Regions from separate parts of the Rattus norvegicus genome. Here region 1 is linked to region 2. Evidence: chromatin contacts called from public Hi-C data. All regions are on one chromosome and are shown on one strand. Each heading gives the region's core, a stretch centred on a gene start, on an enhancer-like site or on the middle of the called end of the contact. The rest is flanking DNA. Distances are from core to core; before and after follow the strand shown.

What was found. Hi-C and Micro-C count contacts between places; a contact is called where the count stands out from the background.
Region 1: a contact with region 2 is called in a Hi-C map of the A7r5 cell line, with 1.9 times the contacts expected there. The contact joins the enhancer-like site here to the promoter of Ddah1 in region 2. A contact is called at or near these places in 2 of 12 Hi-C or Micro-C datasets (the A7r5 cell line and hepatocytes).

The regions. Positions count from the first base shown.
Region 1 is chr2:237,457,083-237,460,622 of GRCr8, reverse strand. Ddah1 (dimethylarginine dimethylaminohydrolase 1) reads right to left here. Exons shown (of 6, transcript NM_022297.3): 6 at 982-2,818. The coding sequence ends at 2,702. Among named protein-coding and RNA genes, the nearest start is that of Bcl10, 42 kb to the left of the region's middle. Within about 2 kb of position 1,687, at least 15 of the 93 cell types and tissues checked have an H3K27ac peak or open chromatin away from gene starts, as enhancers often do. A contact at or near this core is called in the A7r5 cell line, where this site is marked.
Region 2 is chr2:237,326,064-237,329,920 of GRCr8, reverse strand. Ddah1 (dimethylarginine dimethylaminohydrolase 1) reads right to left here and starts at 2,109. Exons shown (of 6, transcript NM_022297.3): 1 at 1,698-2,109. The coding sequence starts at 2,000.

The DNA.
Region 1 (3,540 bases), core at 438-2,937, 130 kb before region 2:
CCGAACAACTCAAATTTTATTCTGTCTTGATTGGTGTACATTAGGAGTGGGCAGCTGGAAACTAGTGTTGGGGCAGAACTCCTCTGGACTAACGGGTCGTGGGAGACATGGCTGGCTTTGGCACACAGACTGGATAAACCATACACTGGCTGGAAGATGGCAGGCAAGACGATAAAAAAAGCACAGACCTACCACCACACAGAAACTATGTCTGAATTCTGTAGCGTGTTAGGGAGTAACATGCAACCCCACCTAGGCCACACTGTGAGACTAAAGCCTATCTTATTTCCCCTTCTTAGAGACGTAGAGATGTGGCCTTAGTATTCGGGTCCTAGTAGCGTTCCAGAGCAATTAACACACGGCAGAGAGAGAACTGCCACCGATTCTTACAGCAGCCCACCGGTTAAAGACATAACGCTAAATGACACATTGCATCTAGCTCATCTCTTCACTAGACCAACCCACATGGACCCGTTCATTCTAACCCAACCTATATACTTAGTTCAACGGAACTCATGTCTTTACGATGTTAAGAAGCCTTCTTGTTAGTCTTCCCGTCTCCGTGAGACACAAAGGGAACTTGGGTAAAGACATCTTTCCCTTTCATCACGCTGATGAGGACCTCACAGGAGCCGTGCTGCATGTATTTTGAGTTTTCACATCACTGTATCACACAGGGAGTCCAAGAGCAGAATAAGATGGGGAGGAGGCAGGGACTCTCGTCAATTTCTCAGGACAAACAAGGAAAGAGGGATGCAAAAGGAAAGGGGAATGGAAAGCCACCTTTGGTAGAAGAAACTGTCACCATGAAAGAAACCTAATCCCTTGTAATTGACTAAATATCATTGAGGACAGTTCTGGAACCGGGATGATAGAAGAGGCGTCAGTGACAATTATATGCTGGTATGTGTAGAGTGGGCTGTTTTTCCTGTGGTTGATTTTGAGATGGTCACTTCCCACAATTAAGAATTTTTTTTTTTTGCTAGTGTAGGTGGGGTCAACTTTAACCCCTCAAGGCAACCATAATGGCTGAGAACAATTTTTCTTTATGAATTTAGGCAACTGTCTCATATTCCCTTGCCCTGGAGAAGGCATAACTGTTCACCTGTGATACGCTGTGAAATGTGACAGTGACCAGGATATGGTTCATTCACAGGGTGTACAGTTAGATATTGGCATGCGATATGAGTCTAGAGTTAGACAGCAAGGGAGAGATGGAGACCTCTTCAGAGAGGTTGCCAACTAAGAGAAGGGCGGTAAAGGAAGTCTTGATTTTCTCACTTCCGGCCACTGAGGGGGACGAGATGAGGCCCAGTCTCTCTTGCCTTCACTAGAAGAAACACTGATCACAAAGAGAGGTAAGGAGAGCTAGAGCTGACATAGCCTTTGTCTCCCCAACTTTAAATATCGAATGACAGACTGCAGGCTATACAGCCAAGGTAGAAGTGACCAGAAGTTTGATGAGATGCCTGGCTGGGTCACCGTGCCTTGTAAGGTACCATGTCCTTGGCCTGTTTCAGCTTTCAAGAAAGGAATTCCTTTGCTGTGGTATTGTTCCCTGTGAGAGACCTGCGTCTGCTGAAAGTTGTGTAATTTGAAGTTTCGGTTGAATTCCACAGTAAACAGTCATGGATATTTCAAAGGAGACTCACACATTGTTTGAAGTTGACTTTAGGAACCATTTCCTGATTGTGCTCCTAGGCCTTGGGTGGAGGCAGTTCCCTCTAGCTCTTACCAGACCGTCAACAATCATTAGATGTTCTGCCTTTTTTTGAAGGAAATGACTTTTCAAAATCATGGTGATTCTAAGGGGGTAGATACAAGGTTGAGTCAGAAGGAAGCTGAAAAAGGGGGAGGTGGTGGGGTGGAGAAAGACTTTCCTCCACGCTCCTATAGGACCAGTCATGAGGCAAAATCATGGCAGTGACTCAGTCTCTCTGAGATGTACCCATGGGGGTGTTTCTAGGCTTCTGTATCTAACATCCTGTATCAACCACCTGAATTTACCTTCCTAGGTGTGCTAATGGGAAACCCTGTCAGGATGTGCCTCTGTGAGGTCCCTCGTCTCCAACCAGCCACTCTGATTTGCTGGTGGTGGCAGAAGTTGTGGCTGTGAGGAGGAGAGGACTGCACGTAGACAGGGTGGACGTTAGGAGGGTATCCAGAGTTCGAGACCTTGGATAAATCCAGGTTCAAGGTGATTACGAAAGAAGTGAGGAAGGCCAAAGGAAGACCTGGAAGAAAGTGTTTTAGAGGTGAGAAGAGAGGGGAATGGGAAAAAATCCACGTTCTCAGGACTCTCACAGGAACCAAACGCAACTCATGAAGCAAAGAAAGTCCCTTGCTTGTTTATCTGTCTGCCCAGGAGGTCAGTCCTTCAGGATGCCCTGCATCTAAACTATTCCCACACTAAGGACACAGAGGCTGGAGTGAGTGCCTCCACGCTATCAATCACATTCCAATGATTCGTTAGTTCTGTATTTCCTAGGTTGCTTAGTTCATTGAGCAAATGTGTGCACAGGTTAGGGGGCCCCGTGAGGAAGAGGGGGGTGTGGGGAAATGAGGCGATTAAGATTGGAATTCTTTGTAAACAAGAGTTAGTGGCACAGTAGATTGTCAAAGGAAACAGGAGGAATGGGTACAGAGCCATCATCAGCCTGGCCTAGGCCACTCGCCGGCCGCTCGGGAGGGACTCTTCCGCTCAAGAGTCTGTCTTCTTGTTAATAAAAACGGAGCAGCAGGTGAGCAAGCCGTCCACCTTTTCCATCTCAGAATTGCTCACAGGGATCAGTAGATGGTCCTTGAGCTTCTCATAAACCTATGAGGTAGTGGGAGTCGAGAAGGAAGAGGAGAAAGTGCGTTACATCCTGGCATATGCCATCGCCCTCAGGGACAGAGAATTAATTCAGTTCACCTATCCATGCTTTTCAGTCATTTAGGCCCAAGGCACACACGCCCACAGACCCACCCCAGAGCTGACCACCAACGGTTGACCTCTTGTTCTATGCTTTAACTTCCAGATGAAGGATCACCAACGTGACCGCTGCTGGACGTGTCCGCCATGGTCATTCCTGAATCCAGTGCTCCGTCTGAACATCCCCGCCCCTCCCTTCACTTTGATGCACTCCTAACTACACTTTCGTGTTCCTTTCCTGGCTGACTCTACCAGGAAAATGAGACAGAATGTAAGTTGAGTGTGTGCTGCTGGCCACACCGTGTTTAAATTATAGGTGTGAATTTTATAGCATCTTTCAACCGTAATGGAAAGTATGTGTCAAAACATCCAATTAACTGTCCATAGATTCCACCCCCCCCCCCCCAGTGATCAAAAACACACTTTAAAAAACAAAGTTACTTGAAAACGCTGTTTAAAAACAACCCGGCCTCATTCTTTCAGAAACACTGCATTCCTTAAAACTCAGGACACTGGTTAGGGTGCAGGAGCCAGCTGGGCTCCAAATCCAGGGCCATCAACTTACTACTGCCATTTCAGTGACATGGCAGTCCTTCCAGGCTAATTCACTCCTCTGGAAGGCTGGG
Region 2 (3,857 bases), core at 860-3,359:
AAAGGCGCTTTGTAGAAAGGTCATGGTAGTGCCTGGAACAGATTAAGATGAAGCCCAAAGCATTTGGGTGGGGGTGGGGGCTTGCTTTCACCCTGGGAAACAGAAGCTGCAGCTCAGTAGCAGAATGCTTAACTACTATGGGCAAAGTCCTGAGTTCAATGCCCTGCACAACACAACAAGAGTTCTGTGTGACCTTTGGCAAGTAGGGGCCACTGAGCTGACTACAGAGTGGAGTCAAATTCTGACACTTAAAAATACCAAAATCTCACCAGGAGAAAGATCACCATTAGCTCTTATATTGGAAAAGCCGAACTTGGAACGTTAATTACACAGATAATATATGATTTGTGTTCCATGAAGATGAACCTTACACAAGTAAGATGGACTGAATAAGGATGGTGAGGGTCAAGAGAAGGGAGAGTCTTGTCAGATGAGCGCCATTTTGAGAGTTTTGATGTCTAGCTCTCCATGGCTACATTCATATTAGGTTAAAGCAGAGTGGGAGACACATGTACAGGCCACACGAAAGGTGACACAGGGAAAGTGGACAGGCTAAGAGAATGATGCCTGTTACTTTTGGAATGTGGGAAGAAGACAAATAGATGGACTTTGATTGTACTCAGACTCCAGGGGTTCACCAGGCAAGCAGAACAAGTGAGAACTAAGCATATGTAAGCCATAAGCCCAAGGCACTACTTCCAACCTGACAGAAATCTCTCCAGATAGGAAAGAAACCACCTGCATCTTGTCACGCTGCTGGATGCCAAGAGTGAGGGAGAATCTTGAGCCTGGGCTCTTTCCTGGCAGTGAGAAAAATCCCAGGCCAGATGGCAATTTAAAATCTAATCTCGTGTGTCTGTGTCTCTCTCCCACTAACCTACATTATTTTTAAAGCAGTTACAAACATTTCTGCAAGATACGATAATGTTAGGCACTCTCTCGTGCCCCTTGAAGAAGACAAAAAGCAGTCTTAATTGCAGAGAGAGAGAGAGAGAGAGAGAGAGATTTTAAAATTACAGAACTTGTTAAAAAAAAAAACAAAAAACAAAAAACTACCACTGCTAATGAAACACACACGCCCAACACCCCGCAGCAAGGACAGCTTTTCAAACCTGGCCCATTCACACACACATTTAAACGCAGTTCAATAACAAAACGCTGAACACATTCGCTTGCCAGGCGCGTTCTTCAAGACTCACTCGCCACCACTGAAAAGTAACTTGGACTTCTCAGATCGCTGGGCACAGACTCTGCCTGATGTCACCCGGCCTGGCCTGGCCTGCCAGGAGTACCCCAAAGGAATCCCCTGAGGGACTTGGGGGACACCCCCCTCCCCAGCCTCGACCTGCCCTCCTGTAGGACCCTTCTCGGTCCTCATTGGCAAGGAAACAGAGCAGCATTGTTCTCAGCGCTGTGTAATTTGCAAGGTAGAAAAGCTGGCGCTATGGGTCCCCAGCCAGCCACCTGCCCTGAGTCCGCGTCACCACACTCCCAACCGAGATCCACTCGAAGGCTCCCCAACAGCCAGAAGGTGTGAACAATGAAGTTATCTGGCTCGGATCTCCCACACCCAGATGAGCCGCCCAGAGTCCCGCAGAGGGAAGTTAGGAACTGAGCCCGTGGGGTGGGTTCCACGCGTGTCCCCCCTCGGCCGCGCCCCTCGCCTCGCCTCGCCTGCCTGGGGGCTGGCCCTTTACCTCCTTCCTGCGGCTAGGCGCCCCGGGGCGGGTGATGAGGGCGGTCTCCTCGCACACCACGGCCACGTCCTCCACGAACACGCAGTCAGGCAGGCTCTCGTCGGCCGGCAGCTGCACCACCTGCAGCCCCAGCTTGCTGCCCAGCACGCCCACGTAGAGCTGGTGCTGGCGCTCAGCGCGAGCGAAATCCACCTCTTCGCCCTGGGAGCGCCTCAGCGCGTGGCGGCACAGGGACTCGGGCGGAGCCCGCACCACGGCGTGGGTGGCCCGGCCGAAGACCGAGGGGTGGCTGAGGCCGGCCATGGCTCGCGCGGAGAGGCGGCGGCGGGGTTTGGCTCGGTGGCCGGGTCTTCCCGAGAGCAGCGCGCGCCCAACCTGCGAGCCTGCGAGCCTGCGAGCGCCCGGCGGCTCCTCTTGGCAGCGGATGAATGTGCTGCTGCGGGAGCCTGGCTCGCGCCCGGAGCCCTGCCCGCGCCACTGAGCATGCCCAGAGCTCCGGGCGCCGGCCCAGCGCCCGCGCGCCTACTCCGGCGCTCCCCGCATCTGCGCCAGGCCAGCCTGGGTCAGTCGGGATGCGGAGGCCAGGGACTTGTCATCAATGACTCTCTCCATGGGTCTAGTGTGTGTATCTCACCGCAGGTGCACGCCTCATATGGTCCCCCATGAGGACCTGAAAATTGGGCAGTGCTTTACTGGACCTGCTGGAGAGGACTTTATGATTAGCCAACCAGGTGAAGGGCCATTGTTTATGGACAAACTTTCCCTCTTTCTTCATCCCTCATCACCCAGCACGTGGAACCTCGGTTCCCAGCGTGGCAGCCTGTCTTCACCCATATTGTCTCGACTTTTTCCAAACTGACCTACTGCTCCACATGAAACTCAGTATTGTACAAAGAATGCATTTCTTTGCACCCACGAGAAAGAGTAACCCAAGAGACAGACACACAGACACAATAAGTATCTAGGAACCTTTTTCCAGGGAGGGGGGAAACCAGCAAAACTTCAAGCCCACAAGGCAATTAGAAGTGGGAGGGAAGCCTTTGGTTTTGCTCCAACACGTCTGTTTAACTGCACTAGGCTTGCCAGTGAATAAAGGAGTGTCTATCTAGAAACCAGCATACCAGCATACCTGGTCTATCTCATCCCCATTCAAGGCTGAAGGCACAGAGATAAACTGAGGGATGATACTGTGGGCTTTAACAATGTCCTATTCCAGGCTTCCCAAGATGCACTTCGAAGTCACTGTTATAATAAACCCATGTTCACAGCAGAGCTTGGACGACATTTCACCCCTGACGGGCTTACAGCACCCTGTCCAAGAAGGATCCACCACTTCATCCAGTTCCCACAACTACCTTAAACAATGGAGACTGCATAACATCAACCCAGCTGTTGCTCACCAGAACTGCCAAACTGGACAAACCTCTCGCCCCTCCCCCAACCCTTCCTCCAGGTAACGCTCTTGTCAGGACTCCAAATGTGGACTTGGGAGTCTCTGAACCCCTTTATGAAGCCACGTTGATTAAATCATTCTCTGCTGTTTACCAACACTCTTCTTTTGGGGACCGGTGCCAGAGCTTAGCCCATGGGGACTCCCTAAAGCTCAGGTAACAAAGAGTGACCCTAGAATGCTTTTCCCAGTACAGTCAGTTCAGAAGAAAATGTGATTCCAATATGTTTGTTTCCAGAGCCTACAGATCTGCCAGAAGCATGGAGCTAGCATTTTGTCCCTACAATAGATCTGTGCACACCGTGACAATTCAGTTCCTTGACCTTGGGAAGGAGATCCCAGCTTCCTTCCAGCCTCGCCCTTCCTTTGGGCACATACCGTTGGGAAATCCTGTTACTTGTTGACCTTCCCTTTTCTTTGCCTCTCAAGAATCTGTGCTTTGTTTGGTAGTGATACAAAACCTGTACTTTTTTCCTCTTCCACACATCACAGTTTAAATAATCTGGGGGATGTGCTCTTCTCAAGGGACCATCTACAAAATCCAGGCCGCACCTCTGAAATAATCTAAGGCAATAGCCTTCTCCCCCATGTGTTGCAGCATATTAACTTAAAGGTCTTTTCGACAATCAAGTATTATGATTGAACGAGGTGTGGTGGCTTGCACCTGCAACCCAAGTATTAGGGAGGCAGAGGGAGGCTTGAGGCTAGCC